Linked DNA regions of Hordeum vulgare: region 1 is linked to region 2. The links are chromatin contacts, called in public Hi-C maps. All regions are on one chromosome and are shown on one strand. Each heading gives the region's core, a stretch centred on a gene start, on an enhancer-like site or on the middle of the called end of the contact. The rest is flanking DNA. Distances are from core to core; before and after follow the strand shown.

Region 1 (4,906 bases), core at 679-3,178, 290 kb after region 2:
GAGCGGCTAGGCGGCGGAATGGAGGCGCGCGAGGCGGATCTGACGCGCCGGCGGTGAGGCGAGGGGACTTTTCGCGCGACGGAGGGATAGGGTTCCGACCAGCATCCAACGGCCGAACCCGCAGATATAACGGTCGAGCGAACGCGTTTACGGGCCGCCGCAAAATATTTATGGGCCGGGTCGCGTTTACAGTACCTGATCTGATACAAAAAAAACAGCCCAAACCCGTATAATCATCGAAATTTTACAGTTTCGACGAGGTCTCTTAGAGATGCTCTAAGTTGGCCAAACTTTAAACAAAACTTATCTGCAGAATGAAAAGAAATGGAGGGGGTACATATGTGTCTAAGATTCTTCTTTTTTTTCTCTTTTTCACAAAAAGGACAACTGTATTTTTTTTACATAATCAATATCACTGTATCTTCGAATGACCACTACTGCCATCAGAATGAATGGCGGACGCACACAACTACTAGTATTTGTTAGGATTGTTTGATACATGCAATCTCGTGAATGTAATTTTCATGTTTGTATGAGTCAATATTAAATCACGGATAAATATTATCTCCAAGAAAAGAGATCAAATGGAAATGAGGTGCTCCCAAGACCTTTTCATTTTCCGATTAATACTATGTAGCACTAGCTGTGTGGCTACGACTATCTTTTGTCTCGCAAAAGAAGCAAAACTTTATTGCAATTATTCTCCTCACACTCCACATCGATTTGGCGATCTGATCCATGCTTATCCGAGCAGAGTCTGGAGGCATAATCTAAGACGCAAAACTTACATAGGACCCATTACGTAATAAGTTTTTCAATTTCTATATAGCTGTACCCTTTGATCAGTGCGTTGGTATTTGATGGAATTATAATCTCCCAAAAAGCAATAAACCCTGTAACCGACTCGTGCAACACGTTGGAGCACACTATTTATCTTAAGAAAAAAAAACACGTTGGAGAGCACATATTTTTCTTGTATAGAAAAGTCTTTCACGTGGGAGTACAAACCGCCAATGACCTCACTCGCCTCGATATTCAGCGAGCTGATATTATGTACTCATATATAAAAAAGCTACACGCTGTTGATGCCAAAGAGGCACCAAAACGTGCAGACGCTGGTGCTACGAAAATAGGGACGCCATAACGACAATCCAAAAAAAACTACTCGGTGCCAAACCAGCACCCCATACACGTTTGCTCGCTGGCCGTTGTACAACGCACTGCATTCTGTTAGAGGAGGAGGAGGAGGAGGAGGAAACGCACGGCACGATGAACGTATGGGAGAATACGTAGCTAGGAAACGCTATTTCGAGCAAAATGACACTAGTAACTACATTTTTTTTTCTTGCGGGGGGCACCAGTAAGTACTCAGTGTTAGCTAGTAAACTGGTGGATAGTTTTTGACATGGAGGCCCGAGTGGTTGACGTTTTTCGACGTTGAAAAAGAGAGTCTCTGATAGTTTTTGGTGTACCCATAGGCCATAGCCGCCTGTGGCTGCTATGTTGCGAGCCGGTCTTCAAACGTACTGTACTCGTCACTCCACTATGTGCGTCGATCGAGTAGTCTAACGCATCATCTTGTAAAATAAACAACAAGTTTTCTTTGTGTAGAACAGAAGAAAAAAAAACCCTTCGGAGATGGTGTGTGTCGAAGGCTCGAAGGTGTCATTTTCCCAATGCCGCCGGAGAGACAGAAGGGAAGAACCGAAAGGAAGAAAAACTAGGAAGGACGACCGCCAACGCGTCGAGTCAAATGGCCGCAAACTTCGTAGTTAAAATGGGCAGATTTTAAAGAAAACTCCAGTGCCAAAGATTTACTCCTACAAGCGACGGGAAGTCGGGGTCGGGTGGCGCAGCGTTGGCGTGGGCGAGCCGCAGCCTGGCTCGAACAGCGGGGACGCAAGCGGCGGGGGTATAAATAGCCGCCCACGCCCCACCATTCCTTCCACCACAAATCATATCAACCGCCCCGTCCCCGACCCCGACCCGATTAACCCTACCTTCCGCTCGATTCCACTCCCCTTCCTCTCTTCTCCTTCTCCACCCGCTCGTCGGGTCCGGAGCAAGCAGCGCAGCGCACCGCACATACACATCAGATCAGACCAATGGCGGCCGCGCTGAGGAGGGCCGTGGCGCAGCGCTTCGCGGCGGCGGCGGCCCCGCGGCAGGCCTACGGGACGCCGCGCCGCTTCATGCAGGAGCAGCGCCCGGCCTTCCGCCCCGCCGTGCCCCCGGACGTGGGATTCATGCCCCTGGCCGACCGGATCCGCGACCACCTCGGCGTCTCCTTCCCGCGCATCAACCTCGACGGCCTCGTGCCGCCCGCCCCGCCCCGCCCGCATCCTCCCACTCCCAGGGAGGCCGCGACGGTCGTGGCCAGCCTCACGGTGGAGGAGGCCCGGAAGGTGCTGCGCGCCACGCAGATGGAGGCGGCGCGCGCGCGGGTGCGGGCCTCCCGCGAGGGCACCGTCACCCACGCCGAGTTCCTGCGCCTCTGCTGCGACGCCGCGGGGGCCGACGACGGGCCCTCCGTCGCGCGCGCGCTCGACGAGTCCGGATCCGTCATCGTGCTCGGCAGGACCGTCTTCCTCAGGCCCGAAATGGTACGGCCCCTCCCCTCTTCCTCCCCGCCTCCCATTTCAATACCTCAAATCAAATCTAATCAATGGCCTGTCTGTCTAAATGTTGCTTGATCCATCCCCAACCTTTGTGCTCTAGCTTTGCCTTGCAGTTACCGTCTTTTACAGACGAAAAAAAACAGAAACGTTGGTTGCTCTGTTCTTCTCCTGTTCTACTCTTCATTTTTAATCCGGGTCACCGGGTACCGATTTCACAAGGCTAGAGATCTGATGAGATTTTTCGCGTGTTTTGCATGTTTCTCCCAACAGGAAATGAACCAAAGAAACGGCGGTGTTCTAAAACAATAGAGCAGTTGTGACACCAAAAGTTTGGGGGATTTTATCCCCCCGTCCCGTCCCGTTCCGTTCCAAGATGGGAGTTTCCTTTTCTTCTCTCAAAACCAGGAGGAAAACTACAAATCTAATTTCTACCCCTCGATCTAAATCTGAGGAGGGAAGAAACAAAACAGACACTCTTGCTAAAAAAACTATCTCCGATGAATGAACATGAGGAGAACCTAGCTGCCACTCAGCACCCAAAAAAGAACATGCATGATTATTCTCTATATTCAGATTGGTTGGCATCTAGTCACCATGCTGATGGTAATGGCTCCATTATTTTGGGAATTGGAATGGGGCCATCAACCCTACTATTGTTTGAGCACATATTTTCAACTTCATCATTACCATTCATAGTCATATAGATGTTCATACTGAAGTACTTCACCAGGTTTTCTACTCTATAGTTTAAAAGACACATTAGTGAAGGACCATTCCACTAGCTGTTTTCCGGTCTACAATTAGATGGCAGTAATAAGTAGTAATTGACAGTATGAATCTGCTGTTTGAATTGCATAGTAGAAGATTCAAATCTACAGTACAGTCATATGTCCGTGGTGGGGGTGGTTTGATTTACCTTTGATCATGTCATGCATGCCAACGATTTAGTTAGTCACATAGTGGAAGATGAAGTAGTGCTACTACCATTTGCATAAGAAGTAGTGCCTGTTGTGTCCATGAGATCATCCCTTTTTGGCAATCGTGACACCGGAATGGCCCATCATGTGGTCTCCTTGTCGTCACTGGTTCCGTTCGTTTGTTAGGGTAAAAGCTATTTACTTGCAAAAATATCAATTTTGTTTGGAGATTTTAACCTGCATCTTAACTGCAACAGTGTAAAATTAATCTTGTGAATGCTATTTGTTTTCATGAGATATGAAGTACCAAAAAAATGGTGTTCTTATTTCCTGCTGAATAGATAAGCTGCATCCCATCCCATTTGAAAAATAGGAGACTAATGCAGGGCTAACAAGTCAATGACAAATCTACTTCTCTTATCTTCGTGACCTTCTCTCCCAAAAAGTTTTGGGTGGACCTAAACAAAGTTTAGGAACATCATCACATGCCATCTGGTTCAGATTAGGTCATAGCAGTTGCAGGCAAGACAAGTGGTATGATTTATTGTTTGTTTTTTGCTTGGTCCCTCCGTGGTCACCAGAACATGCCAAGCTACCCCTTGCAAGTTGTGCCTGTTGGTGGTGACAAAACTAGTTGTGGAAAATCTTTTTGCATGATTTAGTCTGTAGTTGTATCTGCTGTTAATAGCCTGTTAACTTTGTCATGGAACTCTTCAACATGGATGCTAAGGCGTGCAGTCGAGATGTTTAATGCCCAATACTGACTTACAAAAAAAACACTTTCTTTTGGAAGGTATTTGAATCCACGTGGATGATAGAACCAAAACATTTTGCACCTGTTTTGACCGTCCAATCATATACAGTTTGAGTGAAATGTTTTTGCCTTCCAGCATTGCTCTTTCTTTTATTGAAAAGAAGAGCAGCCAAGTAAAATTTGGAAATGTTTTTGTCCTTTTTGTTAAAAATTCCAGGTTGTGAAAGCAATTGAGAAGGCCATACCCATACCACGAGGGGTACCTGTCGGAGAGAATGACCCTGCAAGGGAGGAGCTGAAGGCCATGGAGGCACAGAAGGTGGACATTGACCGCATGGCGACGCTCCAGGTGCGGCGGGAGCTGTGGGGAGGGCTGGCCGCCCTAGCCCTCCAAACGGCCGGCTTCATGAGGCTCACATTCTGGGAGCTCTCCTGGGACGTCATGGAGCCCATCTGCTTCTTCGTGACGTCGACCTACTTCATGGCCGGCTATGCCTTCTTCCTCCGGACCAAGAGGGAGCCGTCGTTCGAGGGCTTCTTCCAGAGCCGTTTTGCAGTGAAGCAGAAGCGACTGATGCAAGCCAGGGATTTCGATGTCCGAAGGTACAGCGAGCTCC
Region 2 (4,602 bases), core at 2,023-4,522:
GAAGGCTCGGCCTTTTTGGCCTGGTGTATTGTTCCACCTTTGCCCCCTTAGTTTCAGCTACCGGTGTTATGTTCCATAATTGAGCGCTCCTAACACGATCGGGGTTGTTATGGGGACCCCCTTGATAATTCGTTTTAGATTAAAGCTGGTCTGGCAAGGCCCAACATTGGTATTACATTTGCCCAACATAATAATCTTGTTAATACTGAAAGCATAGGGTGTCATGAACCCGAGGAGTAATTTCACATATTACAGGGAGGGCCAGTGTTGATGGTGCTGGTCCAAAACAGAGCACTGTGCGGGGCCAACCCAGGGCAACTTGGGTGATTTCTATCAGGCCTCCGTACACGTAGCACATCCGTCGTGTCCTGAGAACGAGATACGCGGATCCTATCGGGATCATCGACACGCCGGGTGGCCTTGCTGGATTAGTTTTACCTTTGACGAGATATCTTGTGCATCGGGATTCCGATGATGCTTTGGGTAATCTCAGAGTTGAGGTTTTCCACTAAGGAGTCCGACGAGATTGCGAGCTTCGTGATCGAGGATTCCTATGCGGCTTGTGGTAATTTGTGATGGACTAGTTGGAGCACCCATATAGGGTTAAATCTTTCGGAAAGTCGTGCCCGCGGTTATGTGGCAACGTGGAAACTTTGTTTAACACTGGTTCTAGATAACTTGAAGTAACTTAGTAAAAACTTGTCAACTGAGTGCGTAACCGTGATTGTCTCTTTCATGAGTTCCTTCTTCAATCGAGGACACGGTGGGGTTATGTCTGACGTAGGTAGGTGTTCAGGATCATTCATTTGATCATCAGTAGTCACGTCCGCTATGCGTAGATCTTCCCCCTCTTATTTCTTGTACTCGTAAGTTTATCCACCAAATATATGCTTAGTTGCTACTGCAACCTCACCACTTAACCATACCTCACCCATTAAGCTTTGCTAGTCTTGATACCTTTGGAAATGAGATTGCTGAGTCCCCTGTGGCTCACAGGTTACTACAACACCAGTCGCAGGTACAGGTAAAGGTAACTTGACACGAGCGTGTAGGTTGTTCATTTGGAGTTGCTTCTTCTTCTTCTTCTTCTTCATCGATCTAGGATGGGTTCGAGGCCGGCAGCATGGGATAGCAAGGATGGACGTCGTACTTCTTTTCTCGTTTGTTTTCGTCCGTAGTCGGACCCTGCTCTTCTTCATGATGATTATGTATTGTACTGCTGTGACTCTGATGTAGCTTGTGGCGAGTGTAAGCCAATTCTTTATATATATATATCTCTTCTATTCAGTACATGTACTTGTAACGATATCCATTCTTGGAAAGCGACGAGATGCGCTTCTATCCCTGACGAGGCCCTCGTGCCAAATTGAGGATAAGTTCGCATCTTGGGCGTGACACCGCGGCAGGCCCTAGATCGATCTCCCCCAAGCCCCTAGTGCCAGCGGGCCGGGAAGTTGCAGATCGGCAGTTGTTTTGTCGCGACCATCGGTTTTGGCTTTTTCGACCACCGGCGGCTGCGCCAAAGCCGTGGATTGGTTGGGGAGCACCCCGCACAGCCCCCGCAAAGCGTCAGCACTGCATGCAGTTACTGGTTCATCCTCTAGTCGCCAACGTCGTTTGCCGGTAAGGACTCTTCCGACCGTCGCCAGGGCACGATGGTCGCGCAGCGGCTCGCTAGCTTGCCGATGCCGCTCATACAGTGCGACAACTGCCTAGAAACAGTGATGCGGCTCACATCGAGCACACGGGAGAACCTCGGATGTGTATTCTTCATATGCAATAACGACGGGGTATGCTCTTCTTCCTCTTCGGCTTTGTCAACTTATTTGGTTAAATTTCGATAGCTTATTAAGGTGTTCATCTGTGTAGGAAGGTGGATGCCATTTTGGTATCGGGAATAAGAATACATTGATTTATTGATAGAAAGAAACTTAATAGATGTTCGTGCACTCCTTAGTATAATTGAGGCTAACGATGCAATTGCATGTGCAATTAGAAAAAAAATTTAGAGGGGAAGCAACGTCTAGTTCTTTAGAATCAAAGCTGAAAAATGAAGAATGCAAGATGAAGAATCCCCAAATCAACAATGAATGCAGGGAGAAGATGTGCATCCAACTAGTGGGAGCACTTATGAAAGTTGAATATCTTTTAAAATGCCTAATTATGATTTTTGTTTTCTTTGATCTTGTTGTTTTAGCAAAGATTTGATGAATTATGATGTGTCCAATTGCCTTTGAAGAAAATAAAGAAATGTGTTTTCATGTGTGAAAATGTAATGAAAATAACCGTAACACGGACCCGTATAAAACGGACCGAGCCGTTTTACAGGGGTCCGTTTTACGGAGTGTGTTCAGCCGCCGCCCACGCCGGCTCGCAAAATAATGTTTCCGCGAACTGTAAACAATTTTTACGGATCAGCTTTATACGAGATCTGTTAGAGATGTTCTTATGCACGTGTATACATACGTTGCGTGTGTATCGTGTTTAAAAAAAAGTAAAACGGTAGATATCCTATATCCGGATCAGGAAGATTAGAAGACAATCGTATTAGGTTAGAGTGATCTTGAGCTGCTAGCAGTGTCCAAAGATGCCTAACGTCCGCAGAACTTCATCGTGGAAGATTTTGGTTTAGCGAGAAAGCGGCATATGCCGCGACATCAGAGTTCCATGAAGGACATGCATTTGCTCTCGCCCGATCTTTCCATTCACAACAAAGTTTGGTGGGCGATGTCACGGCGCACGGAAGCCTCCCGCCCCTTCGCACTCAACGCACCTGTCGCTGTGTTGCTGGTACACGCACACTTCACGTGAAGCACGAACCTCTCGGACGATCGTATCGGGCGCGCTGGAGGCTGGGTTGGCCACACGTTTGCCTTGATGAACTGCAATGATCTAGTACCAGGCTTTCACAAATGCATTCTGTGCACCGTCTTTGCTTTTGATATAGCTTACCGCTCTTGCCAAGTGGTATCCCGTGCACCGTCGAATGGAGTAATTTGGCAGAAATCCTCCTCTAATATGCCGCCGCGCCTATAGGAGGAAGAAAAACGAAGTCACTAGTGCTAAGCAGAGTACCTCAATCAAGTACTAGTAAAAAACCAGAAGTCACTGTAACGCTAAATAGAGCTATACTTTACGTACGAACCAGGTTCGTGCCCTGGTCAAAACATCGGCATCACATCCATGGAGCTTTCTAGATGCATGCGTCCATGGAGCCCATCTTTCTCACACGTAGTTCAGCACACTTCCAAACGTGACGCTGGCTGCCGAAGCATCACGCACGGCACCGCTCTTCACCCAACTCGCGATCACCGTGAGAGAGCGTATCTACATGTGCTCATAACTTGTCGGGAAACGAATTGCTTACGAGTCGTAAAGTGGAAAACGAACGTGTCCAAATTCTGCCACTTCCCGTGCCAAATCGGTGGTCAGCTTGTCCGTCGGTAGCAGCTGGTGCCCACCTGCCTGCTGCTCTAATTAATCTTCACAAGTTGGAGTGCGGATTCCGAGCCCATGCTAGCTAGTCGTGGACAGATTTTGCTTTGTGTAATTTGTAAGAATTTTCCAAGACGCAACATCTCGTTTCCCATGTGAATATAGGAGATGTTCCTCGCGTAATCTCCATGTGTAATACTCTCCCTCTGTACGTAGTTGGAGAGAACTAGCCATGTGTAATATTTTCTTTATAGCTAAATAATTGTAATTGAAGAGAACTAGTATATGTTTTTCAATCCAAATGAAAATTTTAGCTCTCCCAAACCACCGTGTCTGGGTGAAGGAGATGGTTCAGGGAAGCAGCAACGAAGAAGACAGGCCGAATCTACACGGACTCCACGCATGGAGGTCTCCTCGTCCTCGGTGCCATGTGCGTATGCGGATATGCCCTGTTCTTGTCTCGTTGCACCACGAGAAGATGTGCTAATGGGATCTCCAACGTACGGTCTGCTGTTGGTGGAAATAAATTATGTGTATTAAACTGCACGGCAGAAAGGTTGTCTGTTGTACTTTGTGGGTACATTTTAGCAGTCCCAGGGAGTTTTACTAGCATACAATCGTTGGTTCCTTGAATGAGCGCTTGTTAGACGCCTTTGCTACTTTGGTAGCGTTGTAGCATATCCATGTGACAAGGAATATTCCGCTGAGGAAACATAATTGCAACAATAGTGCCCGGATCTTACGGGAAATCTTCCCATCAAACAACATATGCTGCGCATGATAAGGGCATCTACATCCCGACGCTTCAAATTTGTCTCAAATGTTTGGACGGACGGTTTAATCTATACTATTAATAAACAGTCCAACGTATTCATCGCTACGTCACCCCAGCCAAAGCTACACAATTTCCCGCAGAGGAATTACAACCTTCTCATCAGATCTTTTAATTACATCTAACCATCAAGATTGTGCCAAGCCCACCTTAAATATACGTTTAGCATATTTTAAAACGGACGAAAACTCTGCCACAACCGGAACACACAACAAAAAAAACACAGCTCAAAATGAAAAAGCACGTCCAGCGTCCAGCACCTTGTACGGAAACAAAAACCAGATATGCTAAATTAGGGGAAGTCATATCAATCTTCCCCGTTCACGTCCAGCACC

What was found. A called contact is a pair of places that touch in the nucleus more often than the background predicts.
Region 1: a contact with region 2 is called in a Hi-C map of leaf, with 6 times the contacts expected there. The contact joins the promoter of LOC123433193 here to the enhancer-like site in region 2. A contact is called at or near these places in 2 of 6 Hi-C or Micro-C datasets (leaf and seedling) and 1 of 1 datasets of contacts at active chromatin or transcription factors (embryo).

Annotation. Positions count from the first base shown.
Region 1 is chr1H:312,146,457-312,151,362 of MorexV3_pseudomolecules_assembly, forward strand. LOC123433193 (calcium uniporter protein 2, mitochondrial-like) reads left to right here and starts at 1,929. Exons shown (of 2, transcript XM_045115438.1): 1 at 1,929-2,603; 2 at 4,507-4,906. The coding sequence starts at 2,106.
Region 2 is chr1H:311,850,154-311,854,755 of MorexV3_pseudomolecules_assembly, forward strand. No RefSeq gene overlaps it. Among protein-coding and RNA genes, the nearest start is that of LOC123433161, 150 kb to the left of the region's middle. Within about 2 kb of position 3,273, at least 2 of the 3 cell types and tissues checked have open chromatin away from gene starts, as enhancers often do. A contact at or near this core is called in leaf, where this site is marked.